Regions from separate parts of the Mus musculus genome. Here region 2 is linked to region 1. The links are chromatin contacts, called in public HiCAR-type maps. All regions are on one chromosome and are shown on one strand. Each heading gives the region's core, a stretch centred on a gene start, on an enhancer-like site or on the middle of the called end of the contact. The rest is flanking DNA. Distances are from core to core; before and after follow the strand shown.

Region 1 (5,843 bases), core at 1,286-3,785:
TCCTTATGAGGCAGATACAGATGAATCAGACAGGTCAGGTACGGTGATACATGCCCTTAAACCAAGCATTCAGCAGGCTTGAGGCCAGCCTGGTCTACACAGCAAGTCCCAGGACAGCCAGGACTCCAAAGAGAAACCCTGCCTCAAAAAAAGCAAACAAACAAACAAATCAAAAGAACCAGGCATCAGAGGCTGTTGAAACATTTGTAGGTGCAAGAGCCACTGGCCATCGATCTTCCCTCTCAGATTTCCTGGAACACACACACACACACACACACACACACACACACACACACACACAATTTATTGAGCAGAGGGAAGGGAGAGATAAGCTTGTCTTGCCCTATTAATAAAAGTTCATGCCATGGCTGGTGAGGTATCTCAGTGGTTAAGAACACTGACTAGTCTTCCAGAGGTCCTGAGTTCAATTCCCAGAAAATACGTGGTGGTTCACAACCATCTGTAATGGGATCTGATGCCCTCTTCTGGTGTGTCTGAAGACAGTCACAGTGTGCCCATATACATAAAATAAATAAATAAATCTTTAAAAAAAATAAAAATAAAAGTTCATCCCTGTGACCTCTGTACTTGCCTGGTTTCTGTATCTTCCACCGCCCTAACCTTCTCATTTCCCCCCTGCTCTGTGATTAGATCAATTAGTGCAATTTGATAGACTGGTTGTTTATTTGTTGCCCTTGGCTTATTTGTCATTATTTGCTCTTTTCCTAAGTCTTCCTCATTCTACCAAATTCACTGTGAGTTGATGAGAAAGTAAAACACAGCACCCAGGAAGGAACATGAAGGACAGTGGCTTCAGTGGGTTTGAATCCAAGCTGCCCTTAAAACTCTGCTCAGTAACTTAATTTTGAGATACAGAGTCAGAAGAGAGTGGTCCTTCTAAGACATCCATCATAGTGCAGGGTCTATCCTCTGTGCTTTTTGTCGCTTCACCAAGATGAAACAGAACAGAACACCTTCCAATCTACAGGGGTTTTTTTTTTTTCTGATTTTTAGGTACAATGCTTGCAGCAATGTATTGACCACCCACCCTGCACCCAGTATTGAGCAAGTTCTACTATGCAAGGATTACATAGGTGAAGGATGACGTAGTCTGTGGGGCCCACCACAAACTAAGAGGAACAGATTGATTTATTTTCTCATTAGCAATGGAATAATGGGAAACGCTACCTATACTCTTTTCTTGACTATCATAGATCCATATCTCTCAGAAAGCACAGTGGGAAAGAGAAATGAACCCAAAAGAAAAATAGAGTCAGAGGGGAAAGCTATGACTTGGCAAAAAGGTGCATCAGGCCAGCTGGAAGAAATTTTTGTTGTTGTTGTTGTTGTCTTTGTTTTGTTTTGCGGGGGGGGGGGGGGCTCCTGATGAAGACAACGGCACTGATAGCAAACAGTTGTCGAGCAACTGAGATGGCTCATCCAACAAAGTGCTTCCCCATTACCATGAGTATGATCCCTAGGACCCACATCAAAGGTCAAGATCAGGAAGGTGCAGTGGAGGATGAAGCAGGAGAGTCCCTGGGGCTTCCTGACCAGCCTTGCTACGTGAATCATTGAACTTCGGGTAGTTTGAGACCTTGTCTCAAAAAAGAAAGTCAATTTCTAGCTTCCACAGGTGTATACACACACACACACACACACACACACACACACACACGAGAGAGAGAGAGAGAGAAAGAGAGAGAGAGAGAGAGAGAGAGAGCATCTTCTCCCTTCTCCTGAATCCAGGTTGCTTTGTAGTTTTCTTGAGCAATAGAGTGTGCTCCAAAGCAACAATGCCTTTCCCCTTCTAGAACCCCTTTCCCTGCCACATGGACACACCCAAGTTCTCCTGTGGTAGGAGGAGTGAGCATATGTGAGGTTGAATAAGTAAATGGAGCCAGGTTTTCATCATCTAGCCAAGCGATCCATCAGTCTGTCCATAAACACATAAGCCTACCCAGCTGAGATCAGAGATGTCCTCTTCAACCCCGCCATCCTTGATATTGTTCTTTAGACTACTGGGCAATGACAAATTAATACTGTCACCCATCTCCAACCATGGAGATGGTTCCTCATGTAGAACCTAATCTATGCAATAAACACTCAAATGCCAAGAGAGCTGCTAATGTTGGGCCACTCCATGTCACTCAAGATATACTTCATGACATAGTCTCAATCATCGCTAACAGAGTAGAACTGCATAGAGCGGCATGCAATGGACCTCAGACATTGACAAAAGGTGAAGCAAATAAGAAGTACACCATGCGTGTACTAATGTCACTCCCTGGCTCTCCTCCACCTCCCCAAGACATGTGCTTGGGAAAAGGGTTACCTGATCACCACTGCCTTTGTCCACCAGTTCCCTCAGGGATGGATTAATCCCTGCTCAGTTTCTTCCCCGCCTCTCCCCACCCCCATCCTGTCCCCAGTCTGGCTGCGCAGATGATGTAAGCAGTAGCCAATCTTGCAGCCAGCACAGTCAGCGGCTGGCTCACTTCCGTGTCCATTAAGGGAAGGCAGACACTTTAGAGAAAGAGCTGGAAAATATTACCACCCACTCCACTCAACCCTCCCTCCCCCAGCCCTTGCCCGCTCTATACTCCCAGGCTTCAAACACACAAACCCCACGAGACCAAGGCTGGGAAGTCCTGAAGGCTAAGAAAAAAGAAACTGGAATCAGAGCCCCATGGCCCCATGGGCCGAGCCATGAGACTGCTCTAGGCATGAGAACAGGTCTTGTGAGAGAAACCCAGAGCATCTGCAGAGCCCTCCTGTACCTTTTCCTTTTCCCCACGCTCTGCTGCAGCAGCAGCTGGCCAGCTGGTACCGATGAAGGGGACATCAGCATTCAATGTTGGGGAAGGGGGGCTGCACAGTGCATCCCCATCACTGAGAGGGCAGGAGGTGAATGCCTGTAACCCAGTACACTCAAGAGGTGAGAGCAGGAAGATTACAAATTCAAGGTCAGCCTGGAGTATGCAGAGAAACCTTGCTTTAAAAAAAATCATTTAAAAAATAACTTTCTCTTTAGAAAAGAAATGGGATTTGTTGTGACATGTTTAGACATATACATCACTACATTTTCTTACCCATTTCTCCTTTTCTCTCTCATCGCCTGCTTTGCTGCTACCCCCCCCCCCCCACACACACACACACACTTCTGTTTCATGACACATAAAATCTATTACCCTCCCATGTTCCTCTTCTCTTCCCTGTAGACCCCTTTCCTCTTGGATTTCCCTTCCGGCTTTTATTTCATTCATATATATGCATATTTATTTATTTGTGTGTGTGTTTTGTTTTGTTTTTGTTTCTGTTTGTTTCTTCATCCGTTATTTGAAATTGTCAGATCCCCTTGTAAGACACAGAACAGACTCAAGCTTTACAGGGACAAGTGTGGGCAGATGGAACCTGGTTCTTTTGCTGAGTTCAAGATTTTCAAAACCTTCTTTTAAGTCTCTATAATGTCTCCCAACTTTTAACCCAGACATAGTGAGCCTGTGGGGCTTCAGGGAGGTGGAACAATCTTTAGGAGATGAGCTTTGGGGAAAGGAGTAGAGGCACTGAACGCCCTTTAAGGCGATCTTGGTATGCCAGCCCCTCCCTCTCTGCCTCTCTTTGAGTTTTGAACCCCTTGGGGTGCTAATGGCTCTGAGCACAAAACTAATGGTGCCAAATAGCTCACAAACTAAACTCTCTGAAACTGTGTGCCAAAATAAACCTTTCTTCCTTTTAAGATGATTGTTCTTGTGTATTTTGTCACAGTCGTGGAAAACATTCCAACTCAGTGTTCAAAGGTTGAGCCTTGTATACTCATGCATACAACTTTCTAGAAAAGAAAAAGAAAAAAACTAATATACGGGTGACCTTAAAAATGAAGGTTCTTGTATCAAAAGATGGCCTAGTCGGCCATCACTGGAAAGAGAGGCCCATTGGACACGCAAACTTTATATGCCCCAGTACAGGGGAACACCAGGGCCAAAAAATGGGAATGGGTGGGTAGGGAAGTGGGGGTGGGGGTAGGGTATGGGGAACTGTTGGGATAGCATTGGAAATGTAACTGAGGAAAATACGTAATAAAAAATATTTTAAAAAAAACAAAAAAAATCAACAATAATTAAAAAAAAAGAAGAAGAAGGTTCTTGATCTACAGGGAATGTAGGAGGGAGGGCACTCTGGGAAAGGCTGTTTTTAGGCAGTCCCAGCCTGAAGACAATTTTTGAACAAGGAATGGAAGATAGTAGCCTGGAAGGAAAACAGATTACCCTATCCCTGTGTGTCTCAGCTCACAGTCAAGATGAGAGGAAGGCTGTTCAAAAAGGGAACACTTAGATGGGAGTCTCTTATTCTGCCTGCCTGGGATACCTCCACCCCCTTCTAGAAATGCACGCTCCATTTTTCCAGAGACAACTTCCTCCCACCCAATGCCAGTTGTATTCTCCTAAAAGCTACCAGCTCTTACATTTTGTTTCCCAGACTACAAGGTAAGCACAAGAGCCAAGGCAGGCCAATGCTTCCTTGAGACTTCCTGAGTTCAACCCCAAGAGAAAAGGGCAGGTCTTCCCCAAGATAAAGATGGATAGACAGGAACAGTGTAAAGATCAGTGATTCCTGGCCTTGGTCTCTTCTGTGTCCCCAGTTGTCCCAGAAGGGGCACTACTCTGCTCACTCTTAGCATGGTTAATGGAATTAATAATTGCCCTTGAGCCTCAGCAGTTTTATGCCAATTCTGCTACGATAACCTGGGTCCTTTTTCTCAAAAGCAACACAATTCAGGGGTGGGGGGGAAAGATACTGCAAATAAAGCAACTAGAAAGCTATGCAGGACCACACACGGCATGGCAGGACATTTGCCTAGCATGAGCGAAGTCCTGGGTTCAATTCCCTCACTAAAAATAAATTATTTAATTAATAAATTAATAATAATAAAGCAACTCCTTCATGCATTTATTTTCTTCCTCTTTAGAACTTCCTTCTTCCTCTCTTCCTATTTCATTCCTTCTATGTTTTTTTTTTAATTTCTGGAGTTTCGTGGGTTTGTTTTTGAGACAAGACCTCAGATAGCCAAGGCTGGTTTTGAACCCCTGATCCTCATGCCCCTACCAACCAAGAGTTGGGATTGCAGGTGTGGACTACCATGCCTGGCTAGTCCTCCTTCTTTTCTTCTTATTTTTAATTTTCTGGTCACTAAACTGGCTTAACCCATACTGATATTCACATAAAGAATTTGAAAACAAGAAAAATCAATCTTCTCTCAATTTTTTCCCTTGGTTTATTTTAGGAAAAATTAATTTTCTAGAACACTCAGTTGAGCCATGGAACACTTTCCAGACACTGCAAGATCATTGTGACTGACAGCTGTCACTCCAAGGGCTGCAGGGACTCTGCTCCTGCCCCTCTGGCAAAGTAAAGCTGACTCCTCTTCTAAAGGTCTCCCCTAAAGAGCATTCCACAGCCTCCTCCTTCTTCTTCTTGCCCCATTCCGGTGCTAAGCACATCCTTCCCCGCCCACCCTCACTCCCTTCCGGAGCACCTGTTGCTACAACAAAGAGAAGCTTGGGGTTGAAGTTTCTGGGCTTGTCCAGGTGATAAACGGGGTCCATTCAGAGGAGATAATGCCATTTGTTGGATTAGCTCTTTTCAATCATCAGGGAAAGCTCTGGGTGGGGAGAGGCATTCAGAGAGCTCTGAGGATATAAAAAAGGTGATTATATTTAAATGGGAGACCTGTCAGCAGGCAAAGTCCTCTGCCAGCTGACACACAGGCAACTTCAATAGCTCCAGTGCGGCAGGCAGGGTGGGATTTGTGGCTCTGCACTCAGACAGCTGCAGCTATCCTA
Region 2 (5,843 bases), core at 1,583-4,082, 840 kb before region 1:
ACTAGTTTCTGGAATGATTTAATTCTTTCAAATTATTTTCTTACAGTCAATTTTTAAGTATAATATTTTCTCTGAGAGTTTCTTGCAATACATTTTAGTGGTATTTATTCATCCTCACCCTAACTCTCCTAGATCTACCTCCATCTTCCCACCTCTACCCAACTTCTTCGTGTCCTCTTTTTTTTTTTTTTTTTTAAATAACCCACCAAGTCCAGTTTGTGTGGTACATATATCCTGGATGTGGGGTAATCTGTTAGAACATGATCAATCTACCAGGGGCCACATCCTTAAAAAAACTCCCTCTCTCCTAGAAACCATTAACTGTCAAAAGCTCCTCATTTAGGAGTGGGAGCTTCAGAGCCCCTATTCTATCCATGCTGGGATGCTGACTGGCTTGTTCTTATGCTGGTCTTATATAGGCAGCCAAAGCTGCTGTGATTTCATGACTGTAACAGTCCCGTCATGTCTTGAAGATACTATTTTTCAGTCTGGTGCTCCTGGCTCTCTGGCCCTAATACTCTTTCCACTTCCTCTCCCACTATGATCTCTGAGCCTTGTGGAAGGGTCTATCATATTGATGTCTTATTAATGGCCAAGCACTCCACTGACAATTATTCTCTGAAGTGAAGAGGTTTCTCCCAGGTGCACAGAGCATGTCGGAGCTCAGAGTGGAAGTCAGGTTTGTGGATTCACCCATTTGCATTTTTTAAAAATTCTATATCACAATTGTTAACATGGGTATGTATGTGTGTTTATGTGTATGTGTTGTGAGTATGTGTGTATGTGTGTGTGTGTGAGTAGGTATGTGTGTGAATAGGTATGTGTGTATATGTGTAAATATGTATGTATGAGTATGTAGGTATGTATGTGTATGTGTGTATGTATGCGTGTGTGTGTGTGTATGTTTGTGTGTGTGTGTGTGTGTGTGTGTGTGTGTGTATGTATGTGTATGTGCACATGTATGTGTGCTTCCTGGTTAAGAGAACAAGACATTACCTTGATGTGACTTCTGGTTTTTAATCTGTAGATTAAACACAAGCAAAGGTAGTGTTTTCCTCCAGTGGTGTTTCTTGGTGGGCTTCTGAAACAACAGCATGAATTGGAGCACAGGTCAGGGATAATAGAGCTTGGGTCTTTAGCATCTGCAGCAGTTTCTGAATCTGTAAAATGAGGCAGGTTGAGGGTAGGAACCTGGAATTATGTAATTGGTGTGAATTCCAAGGGCAGGGGGGAGCTTGTCCAGTGGTAGAAACAGGCAGTTTCCCAGTGACCTTCCAGAGAGGTCATTTTCTATCAGAAGTCCACAGCAGTCACCAGGTCTCACACAGGTCTCACACAGGTCTCACACAGGTCTCACACAGGTCTCACACAGGTCTCACACAGGTCTCACACAGGTCTCACACAGGTCTCACACAGGTCTCACACAGGGCAGAGTATGGATTTAGGATTTCTTAGCATCAGAGATTACAAAGGGCATGGAGTTTAGACCAAGATACCTGGGACACTTTCTGGAACCAAGACTAGTACACTAAACTTTGCTCCAGGGTAACTAGGGTGTGGAGCTGCTGCTCAAGGTCTGAGTGCTTTGGGTCAGTTTTTCTTCTTCCATCAGTGTCTCTCCATTTTGTCAGATGCTCGCTCCCCTACTTCCCTCCCTCCCTCCCTCCCTCCCTCCCTTTCCTTTCCTTTCCTTTCCTTTCCTTTCCTTTCCTTTCCTTTCCTTTCCTTTCCTTTCCTTTCCTTTCCTTTCCTTTCCTTTCCTTTCCTTTCCTTTCCTTTCCTTTCTTTCCTTTCCTTTCCTTTCCTTCCCTTCCCTTCCCTTCCCTTCCCTTCCCTTCCCTTCCCTTCCCTTCCCTTCCCTTCCCTTCCCTTCCCTTCCCTTCCCTTTCCTTTCCTTTTCTTTCTTCTTTTGCTTAAGATACTCTGAAATAATCTCAATTGAAAAGAAATTGGAAGATAATGAGCCTAGCAGGTAAGGAGTGGGGAGTCACTTTAAAACAGAATCCACCCCACCATCTGGACCATGCATGCTTCATTTCAGAGAGTACCAGAAAGATGGATACACTGGCTTTGGGACTTGGTGTGGTTCCACACATGCAAATGTACAGGTGTCATTGATTCTTAGTGTGGCACATATATGGTCTTTGAATCTAAACATAATTCTTCTTCATATGTTCCAAGGACCCCATAGGAAGTATAAGAGGGTTCTCCCTAGGGGAAAAGGCAAAAGCTGGGGCAGGAGTGTGGTGAGCCTAGCTAGTACCCCAGTGGCACAGATGAACAGCAAGGAACCGCTGAAGCCTTAGAAGGGGAGGGGAGGGTGGGCTGGTCTTCTGTTCCATTCCTTTTTTTCCATTCCCAGTTATTACTCAATAACTGGATGAAAGAGATCCCGTTGATGTCACAGATTTGGAAAATTTGAGAAAAAAATATGATAGGATTCCTTGTAAATTTCAGCTGGAGATGTGTGCAGATTATTTTGGGAGGCACCAGGGTTTCTCTAAGTAGGGAGGGGTTGCAACAGCCCCTATTGTGGTTGAGCAGTATTGGAGGGTGGGATGTTGGGATGTTTGCCCTGCCCAGCTTTCTCTTTAAGCCATGCATGGATTCTGGAATTGGAGGAGCTGGTGGACAGCAAAAAAGAATTCAGGACAGAACTTTTCACATTTAGAGATCCTTTCTTGGTGGGAAGAGACAGGAACTCAACCAAGTCCAGGCTGGAACCGCACATGTACAGCTGTGAGAGAAGAATCCGAAGTACAAATATCTTGAGCAGTTAGGAGCAAACTGGAAAAAATTAGCAATTAGAGAGCTGATTTGTTCTGTACTCCTGTGAGTCACCACTGGCTAGAACGGGTAGGGGGTGGCGGAGGATGCTGGGTGGAAGTGCGTGTAGAACGGTGGTTCTTGGAGAGGAGAAGCCAGTGCAATCTAGTGTTATTCAGGGGGTAGCAGGGGTGGGTCACTGAACTTTTTGTAGACTGGTCCGGCCAGAGCTACAAAGAAGGCAGACTTAAGAGTTTGTGACCCTGGCATGATAGGCTCTTGGAGAAAATTCAAAGGGAAGAGGGTCAGAAGCCCAGGGCAAGGTCAGCTTAGCGTCACCGTGGGACTCTTTCTGCTTGGCTAAGGGCCAGCTTTGGAGGCCCGTGGGTGGCCTGCTCAGCACCAGGAGGGAAAGCTGCAAGGCTAAGGCAAGGCAGGAAAAAGATGGATGGATGTTGTTACAGTTGGGGATAATGAAGGGAGACTCACAGGAGCTACCTTGTCTATGTGTCCCATGTCCACAAAGTGGGGGTGACCTGGGGTTGAAGAGGAAGAGCAATGATTTGGCTTTTATTGTGTCTTATGTTTTAACTCCAAAAATGATAAGAGAAAAAGGAGGAGGAGGAGGAGGAGGAGAAGGAGAAGGAGAAGAAGGAAGTTTCTGGTAGATTCAAAATTACCCTGTGCTGTGTTTTCTCATTTTCTTAGTTCAAGATATTTTGAAATTGTTTGAATAAAAATAAAATTAGAACCTGATGGGTATTCCAGGTGAGCGTTGGGGATTCAGTGTGGTTTGAGGTCACCTTCAGAGTTTAGCCAGCATCTCCGTGGGGGATGGAGGAAAGGCACACTATCTGAGTGATGTTGGATTGAAGGCCACAGCAGAAGATAGAACTTTGGAATGTGCCTGAGCAGGTCACTGAGGAAAATCTGGGGTGATCTTCTACCAGTGTCTACAGAAGCCCTTCAGGTGAAGAACAGCTGAGGAAGTGTGGGGAAGGAGAAGAGGTCTACACCATCCAAAGGAACTGAGAGAGCTGCACACTGGCATGAGTTTCTTTTGATGTCTTGATGCAAAAAAAAAAAAAAAAAAAAAAAAAAAAAAAAGAGTACCTTTTGGAGAGCCTTCCTGTTCATTTTGTCATTCTCCTAGTCGCTATGGGATTGTTAGCTTTGAGAGACTTGGAGGCCAGTAGATGCTCCAGCTGGAAGATCCTCTTCTGACCACAGCTCCGGGGATCTGTCCCATACATGCATCTCAGAATCAAAATCCCAGTGTTGAGAAGAGTCCTTGCCTTCCATCAGTCTCTGTGCCCGTGAGCAGCCAGTTTGGACTTGTGTGGGGTGCTAGAGGTCAGCTGTTCCATCTATCCAGTAAGATCTGAAGCGAATGTTAACAAAAGCCTTATTGATGCATTTGAAACACAGTTGGAGCTGGAGACTTCTGTGGCTTGGGTCTGGTTCCCTACCTTCTAGAAGTTTTGATGTTAACCAGCATTGGCCTAACATCTGCAGCATTCCAGGGCCATTATAAATAATGGCAGTAAACGCTGAGCAAATATATAAGATTTATATGTACATGGGGTCAATCTCAAAGAAAATATGCTCATGTTATTAGAATGTTCCAGCCATTCTAGACCAGGACAAAATCTGCAGGTCTTTAATTGAAACAAGCCCTCCTCTGTTAGTTGGCACAAGGCCCCCTTCCTTTCACCAGTCCCCTTGGTTTGTTCAATTTCTAATGCAGTTTCTTTCAGATCAGTTCCTATAACACACAGGCTAAGCCTCACAGTGTGTAGGAGCTTTCTGGGGGCAAAGAACTTCATATTCCATGTGGAAGGGGACTTGCAGGGCATGTCTGTATATGCCTGTGCATGTGTGTATACATGTGAGTGTGTGCATGTGCATATGTGTGTACATGTGAGTGTGTGAATGAATGCATGTGCACATGTGAGTGTGTGCATGTACATGTGTGTATATATGTGAGTGTGTGCACGAACATGTGTGTACATGTGAGTGTGTGCATGTACATGTGTGTGTACATGTGAGTGTGCATGTACATGTGTGTATACATGTGAGTGTGTGCATGTGCATGTACATCTATGCAATGTAGGATGGGCTACTGGAATTTAGTGAAGTACCCTAACTGCTAGCGTATATTATCACAAGTAGAAATTAAATGTGTGTGATTGTCTATACATAAAACCTGCAAGACAAAGCAACAGAATTAAGTAGGAAACAGGGACAAAGACTACGAGGAAGGTCTGGAGAGATGGCAGTGTTCCTTCAGGGGTCTGGTATTCAGTTCCCAACAGCTATGTCTGGTGGCTCACAATGGCTTATAATTCTAGTTCCAGGGCATCTGACACTCACCTCTGTCTTGCATGCATGCATGCACACATGTGTACCTATAGAGGCACGTGTGTGTGAGTGCACACACACACACACACACACACACATAAGTAAAAAACAATAATAACAAATCTTTCTTAAAAAAAGAAGATAGTGAGGGATCAATGGAAGATGGAAAAGAGGGTGTTCCTTTCATCTGTGGAAAGGATGAGCTGGTCCATGTGAGAGATGGGGTGGGATTCCTGTAGACTAATTCAATTTAGTCAGGTCCTTGCCCAGGTTAGCAAGTCCACCAGCAACTGCCCCCATGCTGGAGCCTTCCATGTGTTGTCCATCAGTTTGAGCCCCTGGAGGTTGTTGAAAGAGAGGGGTGTGCCCAATACTTTTGGCTGCCAGCTCACTCAGAAGAGCTAAGAAAACAAGGGCATAAGCTTGAAAAATCTTTTAGGGTTTGTTTACTCAGGCAAAAGGGAGTGGAGGCTATAGCATTAACTGAGTCTAATGAATAGAAACGGCTGACCCGGCAGTCTGTCTGCAGCTCCACTTTGCTTGGATTTACCTTCCCTCTGGAGCCCACCTGGCCTCCTACACACACACACACACACACACACAGAGTCTACACACACATACATACTATACATCACACACATATGAACAGACACACAGACACACACACAGATACCCCCCCCCCCACAGGGTCCTTTAAACTCATACTCACAAGACAT

Evidence for each region. HiCAR-type assays count read pairs that join an accessible place to other places.
Region 2: a contact with region 1 is called in a HiCAR-type map of fibro-adipogenic progenitors, with 7 times the contacts expected there. The contact joins two enhancer-like sites. A contact is called at or near these places in 3 of 115 datasets of contacts at active chromatin or transcription factors (embryonic basal ganglia, embryonic stem cells and fibro-adipogenic progenitors) and 1 of 9 other capture datasets (embryonic stem cells).

Annotation. Positions count from the first base shown.
Region 1 is chr1:72,960,318-72,966,160 of GRCm38.p6, reverse strand. No RefSeq gene overlaps it. Among named protein-coding and RNA genes, the nearest start is that of Gm31137, 22 kb to the left of the region's middle. Within about 2 kb of position 2,535, at least 109 of the 459 cell types and tissues checked have an H3K27ac peak or open chromatin away from gene starts, as enhancers often do. A contact at or near this core is called in fibro-adipogenic progenitors, where this site is marked.
Region 2 is chr1:73,796,545-73,802,387 of GRCm38.p6, reverse strand. The region is part of intron 6 of 6030407O03Rik (RIKEN cDNA 6030407O03 gene); the gene reads left to right. All of the region lies in intron 5 of Gm29183 (a long non-coding RNA gene), which reads left to right. Among named protein-coding and RNA genes, the nearest start is that of Gm29183, 28 kb to the left of the region's middle. Within about 2 kb of position 2,832, at least 7 of the 459 cell types and tissues checked have an H3K27ac peak or open chromatin away from gene starts, as enhancers often do. A contact at or near this core is called in fibro-adipogenic progenitors, where this site is marked.